Regions from separate parts of the Sus scrofa genome. Here region 2 is linked to region 1. A link is a contact called in public HiChIP or PLAC-seq data. All regions are on one chromosome and are shown on one strand. Each heading gives the region's core, a stretch centred on a gene start, on an enhancer-like site or on the middle of the called end of the contact. The rest is flanking DNA. Distances are from core to core; before and after follow the strand shown. Region 1 holds the start of BCCIP (BRCA2 and CDKN1A-interacting protein). Region 2 holds the start of FANK1 (fibronectin type 3 and ankyrin repeat domains protein 1).

Region 1 (4,583 bases), core at 1,997-4,496:
AGAGAGAGGCGTGGAGGAGTGGAAGAAGCCTGTGCTAGAGGGGCTGAGGCCTGGGTTCCAAGCTGTGCTGTTCTTCTCCTGGTCTCAATTCCTGCATCTGCAAAATGGGCTGGGTCTGCCACACCACTGGCTTCTCCGAGGGACTTTCTTTCCCATGGTAGAGGCTCACTAAGAACTTGTTCAGTGTGGGAAAACAACCCTTGAGATTTACTCGGCAACCTTTGGAGCAGGTGGAAGGACCACTTTTCCTTAAAGAGAAAGGGAACTGACCTGCTTAAGGCCGCTTTGCTGGCAGGAAAGAGCCAGGCCTCAAATCCACGCTTTTGAACCACGTCCAGCTGCTCTGAACATCAGCAATAATGACAAATCACCCTTTGATCCAACGCTCACCCCGTGTCCTTTACAGGGCTAAGCATTTTACACGTAAGATCTTAATCCTCGTTTAAACCAGCAAGGAAGGAATTATTATTCCTTTTTTACCAAAGAGGAAACCAAAGCCCTGAAGGTTTGAATAACCCGCTCAAGGTCACACAGACCGTAAGTGGCTGCCAGAGGTGAAGTTAAGCTAGGTTCATTCTCCTAAACACTTGCTGCCAGCTCTCTGCTCCGTTAAGATAAATTCTGAGCTAAAGGTAGACTGGGGCAGCGGGTCACCAAGCTCATCTCTGACTGTGACGTTTCCTGGGGCCAGTACCATACTTTCTCGAATGACAAGACCACGTCTGCTACTTACTCGCATTGGCTACTCTAATTCCCACTCTGAGCATGAGCTCAGCACTGGGGACTAAGCCAAGGGCACAAAGTGAGGCTTCCCTACCCTTCTCTTATCAAAGCAATACATGCCTATTGTGGAAAGTTTGCAAACTATGAAAAAGTACAGTTTCCCCCCAAAATTAAAAAACAGAATTCCCATACGATCCAACAATTTCACTTCTGAGTACATGCTCCCCAAAATTAAAAGCAGGGACTCCAGGAATTCGGACACATGATACGGTGTGGATAAAGCCTGAAGACATTTTGCTACGTGAAACAAGTCACAAAAGGACAAATATTATATGATTCCACTTATATGAGGTACCTCGGACAGGCAAATTTGTAGAGACAGCAGAGAGCAGAGAGTGGGTTCCCAGGGAGTGGGGGAGGGGAGACGGCAGCGTTAGTGTTTAATGGGTACCGAGTCTGTTTTGTGAGATGAAAAATTTCTCGACATGGATGGTGCTGATGGTTGCATGAAAATGTAGATAGACTTGATGCTACTCAGCTGGACACTTGCTTAAAATGGTAAATTTTACGCTGTATGTATTTTACCACCAAAAAAATATAAAGAAATGGAAAAAATTACCCGTGAAGTATCAGTGCCACTCTAGTGATATGTTGACACGGTGCCTTCTGAGTCTTTTTTTTTTTCTACTCTTAGCCTTTTGATAGGTCTGTCTTTATAACCTCCTGTCTTGTACATGATTGAAAGACATTTTTACATAGTTGTGGGACCCAGAGAGGCCATTTTAAGCCACGCCATCATATGCGAAGCCCTAATGTTTACACGTTATAATTCATGTTGTGACTTAGTAGACAGGAACTCATAGACAACTCTTAGAACACAATCACAGGGCCTCTGGGAACCCTTAAGGTATTCTGATTCCATTTCTTGCTGCTGAAGTATCACTGAGAGAAGTGATCATGCTTCTGCTTAAACGGCTCCAGCAACGTCCAATCTCAGTTTAGGGACAGCTCACTCCATCTGGAATCACACTCATTCAACCTACTTTCCTCATCTGACAGAGAGAAAAAAAGGAAAGCTATAGAGCTTACTCCCAGAAAGTGGATGACTTCTCTAATGAGTGACTTTCTTTCCAAATAAAAAAATATATATTTTTTTGTCTTTTTGCCATTTCTTGGGCTGCTCCGGCGGCATATGGAGGTTCCCAGGCTAGGGGTCCAATCAGAGCTGTAGCTGCCAGCCTACGCCTGAGCCACAGCAACGCAGGATCTGAGCCGTGTCTGCAACCTACACCACAGCTCACAGCAATACTGGATCCTTAACCCACTGAGCAAGGCCAGGGATCGAACCCGCAGCCTCATGGTTCCCAGTCGTATTCGTTAACCACTGAGCTTCCACAGGAACTCCCCAAATAAAATTCTTTACAACAGGCTGCTGTATAAACCTGACCTGTAGATGAATTTTATTTGGCACAAGTTTTACAATTCAAGTTACTTTTTTTCCCCCTAAAAATCCAGAACTCCAGGTTCTCTTGAAATGTAAGAACTGACAACACTAGGCAGCATTTCCACTTGACCACCAGGGATCAGCTGCCAGGAGCACACCCCCTCGTTTGCCAGACTCCCCATCCACTCTCTTCCTTTACTATAGGCTCAGATCTGTAATGTGGATATTCCCACTGGCCCTTGAGCATTTAATGTTGATCACCAATTTTAAAAAAACTTCCAGGTCAAGAAATGCGCTTAAGGAGGGTGGGCTGGCAACAGGCATTAGGGTGGGATTCATTCCAAGGTTGTGCCAACGACTACGTGTGGGGGGATCCCCGTAGGGCCTTGCTTGAGCCAGGCTTGGGGGCATCTGCGCGCATCAGGCGACCTTCCATTCGGGGCCGACTACTGTCCCTGGACAGCACCCAGCACCCAGGCCAGCAGCGGCCTCGGGGTTCCAGCCCGACCTGTCACGCACAGGCTAGCGCAGCAGGCGGGCCCCCGCGTGTCCCAGGGACTCCGTCCTCGTTGGTACCGTGCGCAGCGACACCTACCTCGCCGGGCAAGTGAAGCACTCGGCAGGCATCCAGTCGGGGGCAGAATCTCAGGGTTCCCGCCCGCAGGCAGCGAGCCCGCCGGACAGACCAGTCCGGGGGTCGGCCCCTTCACCACGTGGCTTCCGCTGCCATGGCGACGGCCCACGCCGGGCCCCCAGCACCAGCGCCAGCGCCAGCTCCAGGGGTCGCGGAGCCGGCGCACCGCTCAGCTGAAGCTCGCGCATGCGCACCAACACGTAAGCCCGGGAGCCCGAGCGGAGATGGGTCGAACCACTGCGGGAAAGGGAGAGGGAGTCGTGGAAAGGCGTGAGGCTGGATGGAAGGAAGACGAAAAGGCCAAGACAGGGCCCTGAGTTGGACCTGACTCTAAGGTTTCAGGGCTGTGCAAGCTACCAGGGCAGGGGGATTGACACCGCCTCAGCGCCGAGGTTCTTCGTGATCTCCCACCCCCTCGGCTTGTGTGGGTGGGTCCGGAAGGGCGGGCGCGCGGAAGGGGCGCAGGCGCAGGGAGGCCGGCAACATGGCGTCCAGGCCCAAGCGGCGCGCCGTGGGCAATGGGTCTCCTGCTCCGCGCGATGAGGAGGAGGAGGAGGATGAAGTCGAGGGGAGGATGAAGACGATGAAGACAGTGACGAAGGCGAGGATGAAGAGGACGAGATCATCAATGAGGTGAGACGCATACGCGGCCCCGTCTGGCTTACATCTGGGAAAAAACCTTTCGGCAGCCGAAGCCGTGTGAATGTCTGCGCTGCTTCAAGTAGCAGCTGCCCCGCACCTGAGGGTCCTTAAGCAGAGGCTGCGGGTGGGAAAAAGTTCTCGCTTCGTTCTTCCCCACGCTCTAGCCGCAGTGTGGGTCCTGCTCCGGCCAGCGCGGTCCCTCCTACCGCCGCGACACCATCCTCCCCGCTGGCTTTCGTTGGTTTCACACTAACATCCCGAATCCTCTGGGGTCGCTCAGGGCCCCGGGCCCACCCTCTGACCTCCCCGCAGCCACTCAGCCTGGTTCCCCGGTGCCTGCCTCCCTCACCACGGCCTTCGGTCCGTTTCTCGAAGGCACGTCTCCTGCTCCTCCACGCGCTGCCTAAGCTGTCATTTCTGCCCCTCAAGCCAAGTCCTGGGGATCCATTCTCATAGAACTGGGAGCTGCCATAGACCCCCCGATATTTGTTTAATGAATAACTAGGACTGAATGATCTTGACGACCACAGGATGTCTAACAGTACTGCAGACATCACATGTCCAAGGCAGAATTTGAAACTTATGCCCCTGCTCTTAATCATTGCCATGTCTGTAAATGTTAGAAAACTAGGTTCGCCTTTTGGTAGGTGTGGGACCAGTAGACACAACCAAGCCAAAAATGGGGAGAAGGAAGGATTTATTAGTATTTGCATCAAATGAGGAGAACTTGGGGATCTTCCTTAAAGCTGTGTCTTCTGGGACTGCAAAATTGGAAAGTTTTAAGTTAAGGGTACATGCATATTCATGAAGGAGCTTGCACAGAGGAGAATAATGCATAGAATCGGGGCAAAAGTCAAGAAAGTCCACGTCTTTGCTGAAGTCTGGAGGGTCAACCTCACCTTTCCATCCTGGGGGTGGGGGGGAGGCGGCTTAGTTCCTGCAGAGCTCAAAGGTATTGCTGTGTAGATCCCTTGAGGAGGAACTGGGACTCTCCTTTATCCCTGCACTAGTCTCTGGCTGCCTTTTCTTTCTTCCTGCATTCTATTCCCCTAGGATCATGAGTTACTGAGACCTGTTAGGGCAGGCATTGTGGCCTGGCTTTGTCACAAAATGGCTTAAGCCAAAATGGCTTCTCTCATG
Region 2 (4,604 bases), core at 1,141-3,640, 66 kb after region 1:
AAGTCACCTACTACCTAAAATATTCCACTGCTAAGACTTTCTCAAAGTCAAGTTCAGAGCTACAGATAAAATTAGCCTTCTGGGCGTTCCTGTCGTGGCGCAGAGGAAACGAATGCCACTAGGAACCATGAGGTTGCAGGTTCAATCCCTGGCCTTGCTCAGTGGGTTAAGGATCTGGCATTGCCGTGAACTGTGGTGTAGATCACAGATGCGGCTCGGATCGGGTGCGGCTGTGGCTGTGGTGTAGGCCGGGGCAACAGCTCCAATTAGACTCCCAGCCTGGGAACCTCCATATGCCTCAGGTATGGCCCTAAAAGGACAAAAGACCAGAAAAAAAAAAAAAAATTAGCCTTCTGTATGACCATAAAGTAGTCACTAATGCATATCTCCATTTCTCCAACCTTGAAATCTGCCTGCAACTGCTAAACTCTGGAGTCCTTGTTACTTTGGCATGAACAGCTACACTGTTGCTTCTTCCTTCTAAATACAGATGCCTAATCCTGTATTATGTGAGAACGGTTTTTTCTCCTTTTTCCGTTAATAAAAGCCAAGTTTCTATCACGAACTTGTCACTTTGACTATGATATTATTAACACACATCATCATATTTCTTTCTTGGATGAAAAGACAATTCATGATTCTGCTAATGATGTGAAAACTAGAGTTTGAAAACACTGTACCACCAGGGTACTGTTGACCTCAGTTGCCTTCCATCTAAAAAATCCATCCCCTGTCTCTAAAATATCAGGAATAGGTAGTTAAGGTCCTATGAAGTGTTTTCTTTCCAACCTGAATTTATAACTTGAATATTTGAGCTCATGAATTATGGGTTCTGTGTATATATCACACTGCTTGTCAACATCCACACATAAACCTTCTTGCTTTGACAATTAATCTGAAAAACTCCCCATATACTCCGAGAGGGGAAAGCCTAATTTGGTGGAAAGTAATAAATGACCCTTTCCATCCCAGAATATATGCTTCTCGGGTTCAATTAACCTCTGAACGATTCTCTTTCTAAGAGGAAAGTAATTCTCCTTGGTGTCCTTGTCATCTACAGAGTGGGAATCTCTCTAGTGGCAAAGAATGAGTAATCACTTACATGACCCAAAAAGGCCTCATCTTTTCATTTCCCTCCAGTACTGTCTAGAGCAGCGGGAGGAACTGATAAAAGGGCCATAATCTCCCGACATGAGCACAAAATCCATCAGGCCATTTTCCTTCCCCCTGCGTTTTCCGTCTCATTCTTTTTCTTCTCTCTTCTCCATTTTCCTCTCCGCCTCATGGCTGTTTTTCTTAACCTATAGCCCCCTCCCCGTGGTTTGCATTTTTACAACCTACCAGATAAAAGCCCTGGGGATCCTCCAAGCTTCCTTAAAGCACCACCTGCAACAATGTTTTAAAAAGCAATGTCAGGAAAGCCTATGGTGTGGGAGAAGGTTACACTGGTTTCCCTACAAAGTTTTGGTACAGAACGTGTGGGCTCATTCCACAACTCAACCGAAAACCGGGAGGACCGAAACACACACACACACACACACCCCAACGACCTCGGAGGACCGAAACACCCCCCCCCCCACGACCTCAACCGGAAAGAGCCGACCCAGGCCCACTGCCTGAAAGGGGATACTCAGGACGACAGTGCCGTGGGGGGCGAAGAAATTCTCCCGGGTTTCAGGGTTCAAGGGACACAGCTGGCCCGCTGCTGCGTGCAGGGGAGGCTCTCACCTGCTTCGCGCGGCCCTAAAAGCGGCAGGAGTGACCCCTCCCCCCAGGGCGGGGCCGACGCCCCCCGGAGCCAGGGCCCCCGGCTCGGAGGGCGGCTGTGCCCGGGTTCGCTCCTCCCGCCGAGACGCGGCTCCGAGGTGCGGTGAGGAGGCCGCCGTCTCCGGGAGCGTTTCGGAGGAGCCAGAGGGGTCGTCGGGGGCAACGGCCCGGCAGGGGCCCCGAGGCGGCCGCAACAGGTGCGCCTCGGCCGCCCTTCCGCCCTCCCGCCGCCGGCCCGGCCTTTACCTGCTGCGGCCGCAACCGCGTCCGGGGACGGAGGCCCAGGCCCGGCCGCCCTTTCCCGCAGCGCAGGCCGAGCTCGCCGGACGCACGGACCGACGGACCGGCGGACCGACGGGCGCCTCGGGTCGCGACGGAGGGCCTGCAGGCCCCCACCCCGAAGGCGCGGGCACCGGGTCCGCCGGGGGCGCGAGGGCCACCAGGGAGGGCGCGACCGCCCAGCAGGCCTCTGGGGCAGAGAGTCGGCAGCCGGCGACCGGGCCGCCACCCTCGCTCGGCGCCCCGGCGACGCGCGGGCCCTCGCGCTCGTCCGCGTTGCCGCGCGGCTTTTGGTCCCTCCCTCTCGCCGTCCTTCCCTCCTCCTCCTCCCCCGCCCTCCGCGTTGTCAGGGCAACCCGAGAGACGCCGGCCCGGGAGGAGAGGTGTTAGGAGGGGCGGCGGCGGCGCCGGGGGCTCGGCCGGTGGCGGCCTGGGAGCAGCTGACCATGGAGCCCCAGAGTAAGGCGGCCGCGGCCGGGGCCGGGGCCGGAGCCGGGGCGGGCGGGCCTCCCCGGACGGGTGTGGGTGCCCCGCGTGCGGCTCCGCGGGCTTCTGACGCTTTTGACATGGAAATACGGTCTCCCCCTTGCACTTTTGTCTCTTGGAGAGAAGGGGGCTAAACCCAGCAGAGTGGGTCCGCCGGGGGCCGGGTGGGCTCGGTAGTATGGCCGGGAGGATGCAGCGCCCCCACTGTGTTCCTTCCTTAAACCCCCCAAACAAATCCCTTTATCGTTACTGTTACTGTCATTATTGTTATTATTTTAGTTTGGTAGTTAGTTGGCTCATTAATTGTAAATAGCCATTCTGCTTCTCAAATATCAGCAATTGAACATGAAACGAGGCTAGGTCTTGTAATTATCAGAAGAGATCTCTGTCCTCCTCCCAGTAGTCGGAGATCTGGAGAAAAAAATTTTTGAGCTTCTTCCAAGAGTGTTTAATTCGTTGTTAGAGATTCTACGAGGTAGGCTTGAACACTCAAAAAAAAAAAAGTGACGATTTCTTTTTCTCTTTCACAGATTGTTTTACAAAAGGTGGGCAGTCTGGTGTTATCAGATCTAACATGAGCTTTAAATAATTGTATTTTTAAATAATATTATTATTTAGACCTTTCTAGGGACATAGTGCTCCTTCCTTCTTTCCCAAGCTGTTTTATTGCTCCTTCTGCTCGTAAATTAAGAATAGTGTTTTATGGAGTTCCTGTTGTGGTGCAGTGGTTAACGAATCCGACTAGGAACCATGAGGTTGTGGGTTCGATCCCTGGCCTTGCTCAGTGGGTGAAGGATCTGGCGTTGCCATGAGCTGTGGTGCAGGTTGCAGACGCGGCTCAGATCCCGCGTTGCTGTGGCTGTGGTGTAGGCTGGCAGCTACAGCTCTGATTCGACCCCTAGCCTGGGAACCTCAATATGCCTCAGGAGCGGCCCTGGAAAAGGCAAAAAGACAAAAATAAAATAAAATAAATAGTGTTTTATGTGGAGACTAGAGACTTGAACCTTATAAAGAAGGGTGAAGTTTGACTCTCAAGACCAAATTGTCTTTTCTTGCACAACTTCAGAAATGGAAGTACTCAGACCAAGTCCATTCTCTGGAGGATAAGCTGACATTATTAAAGGCCATTTGTTTCCAAGAAGGCTTTAAAGGCTTTTTTCTTTCTTTTAATTCACTTGCTGAGGAGAAGGCTTACTAGTTGAGAGTCACAGTTGTTTGTGTTGGTTTTATATGGTATCATGTCACTTGCACTCGTAGCTCTCTTGAATCTACATTTTCTCTAACCTATTGAGAGAAATTTAACTTACAACAATACTAAAATTTGTATCATGTCAAACTGATGCCAGGATATGTATATCCTCTAGAAATAAAAGTGTAATTTTTTTTTAAAAAAAGCAACTTTAGGAGTTGTGGCACAGCAAGTGATGGATCTGGCAGCAGCTTGGGTCGCTACTGTGCCATAGGTTCAATCCCTGGCCCAGGAACTTTCACACGCCATGGGAGCAGCCAGAAAAGAAAAGAAAAAAAAAAGCAACTTTATTTCTGCAGATTTATATTTCTGTTTAAATGTGTAAACTATAAATTTCAGGCCCTTCAGCACTCAGACTCACTGCTTGCTGGCTCGTTTGTGGTGGCTCATTCGCGGTATCCTTATGTTGCAAACACTGTCCTGGGGTGGAGGGTTGGACAGTGAGTAGGACAGTGTTTGTTTTGGTTATCCCTAGAAAACTGAGCAGAGACTTGCCCGAGAATGACTGAAACCTCCCTGGGGTCTGAGATTGGGGAAGAAGAGATGGGAAGAGGCTTCCGGCAGGAAGCAATAAGAGGCCTGCGGAATGAGCCAGCAAAGAATGAGGGAAATGGATTCCGGGCAGAGGTAATCCCTTGGGCATGGGCCCTGCGACCTGAGCGCAGTGTGGGTTGAGGCTCAGAGGAGGAAGATGGCTAAAGCTGTAACCAAGAAGGCCAGGGGTGTGGGGAAGAGAAAGAAAAGAGACAAGGCTGGAAAAGTGAACAGGAATCAGATCCCAGAGCTTTGTTTAACTGTGAGAAATTTATTTACTCCGCCTACA

The links. HiChIP or PLAC-seq counts read pairs in DNA pulled down with a chosen protein or histone mark.
Region 2: a contact with region 1 is called in an H3K27ac HiChIP or PLAC-seq map of alveolar macrophages. The contact joins the promoter of FANK1 here to the promoter of BCCIP in region 1. A contact is called at or near these places in 3 of 47 Hi-C or Micro-C datasets (heart right ventricle and liver) and 1 of 2 datasets of contacts at active chromatin or transcription factors (alveolar macrophages).

The regions. Positions count from the first base shown.
Region 1 is chr14:135,128,082-135,132,664 of Sscrofa11.1, forward strand. BCCIP (BRCA2 and CDKN1A-interacting protein) reads left to right here and starts at 3,247. Exons shown (of 8, transcript XM_001926083.6): 1 at 3,247-3,367; 2 at 3,370-3,434. The coding sequence starts at 3,286. It overlaps UROS (uroporphyrinogen III synthase), which reads right to left and starts at 2,988. Exons shown (of 10, transcript NM_001244365.1): 1 at 2,763-2,988. The coding sequence starts at 2,794.
Region 2 is chr14:135,195,030-135,199,633 of Sscrofa11.1, forward strand. FANK1 (fibronectin type 3 and ankyrin repeat domains protein 1) reads left to right here and starts at 2,391. Exons shown (of 14, transcript XM_021072604.1): 1 at 2,391-2,505. The coding sequence starts at 2,493. DHX32 (putative pre-mRNA-splicing factor ATP-dependent RNA helicase DHX32) reads right to left here and starts at 2,338. Exons shown (of 12, transcript XM_001926580.6): 1 at 2,014-2,338.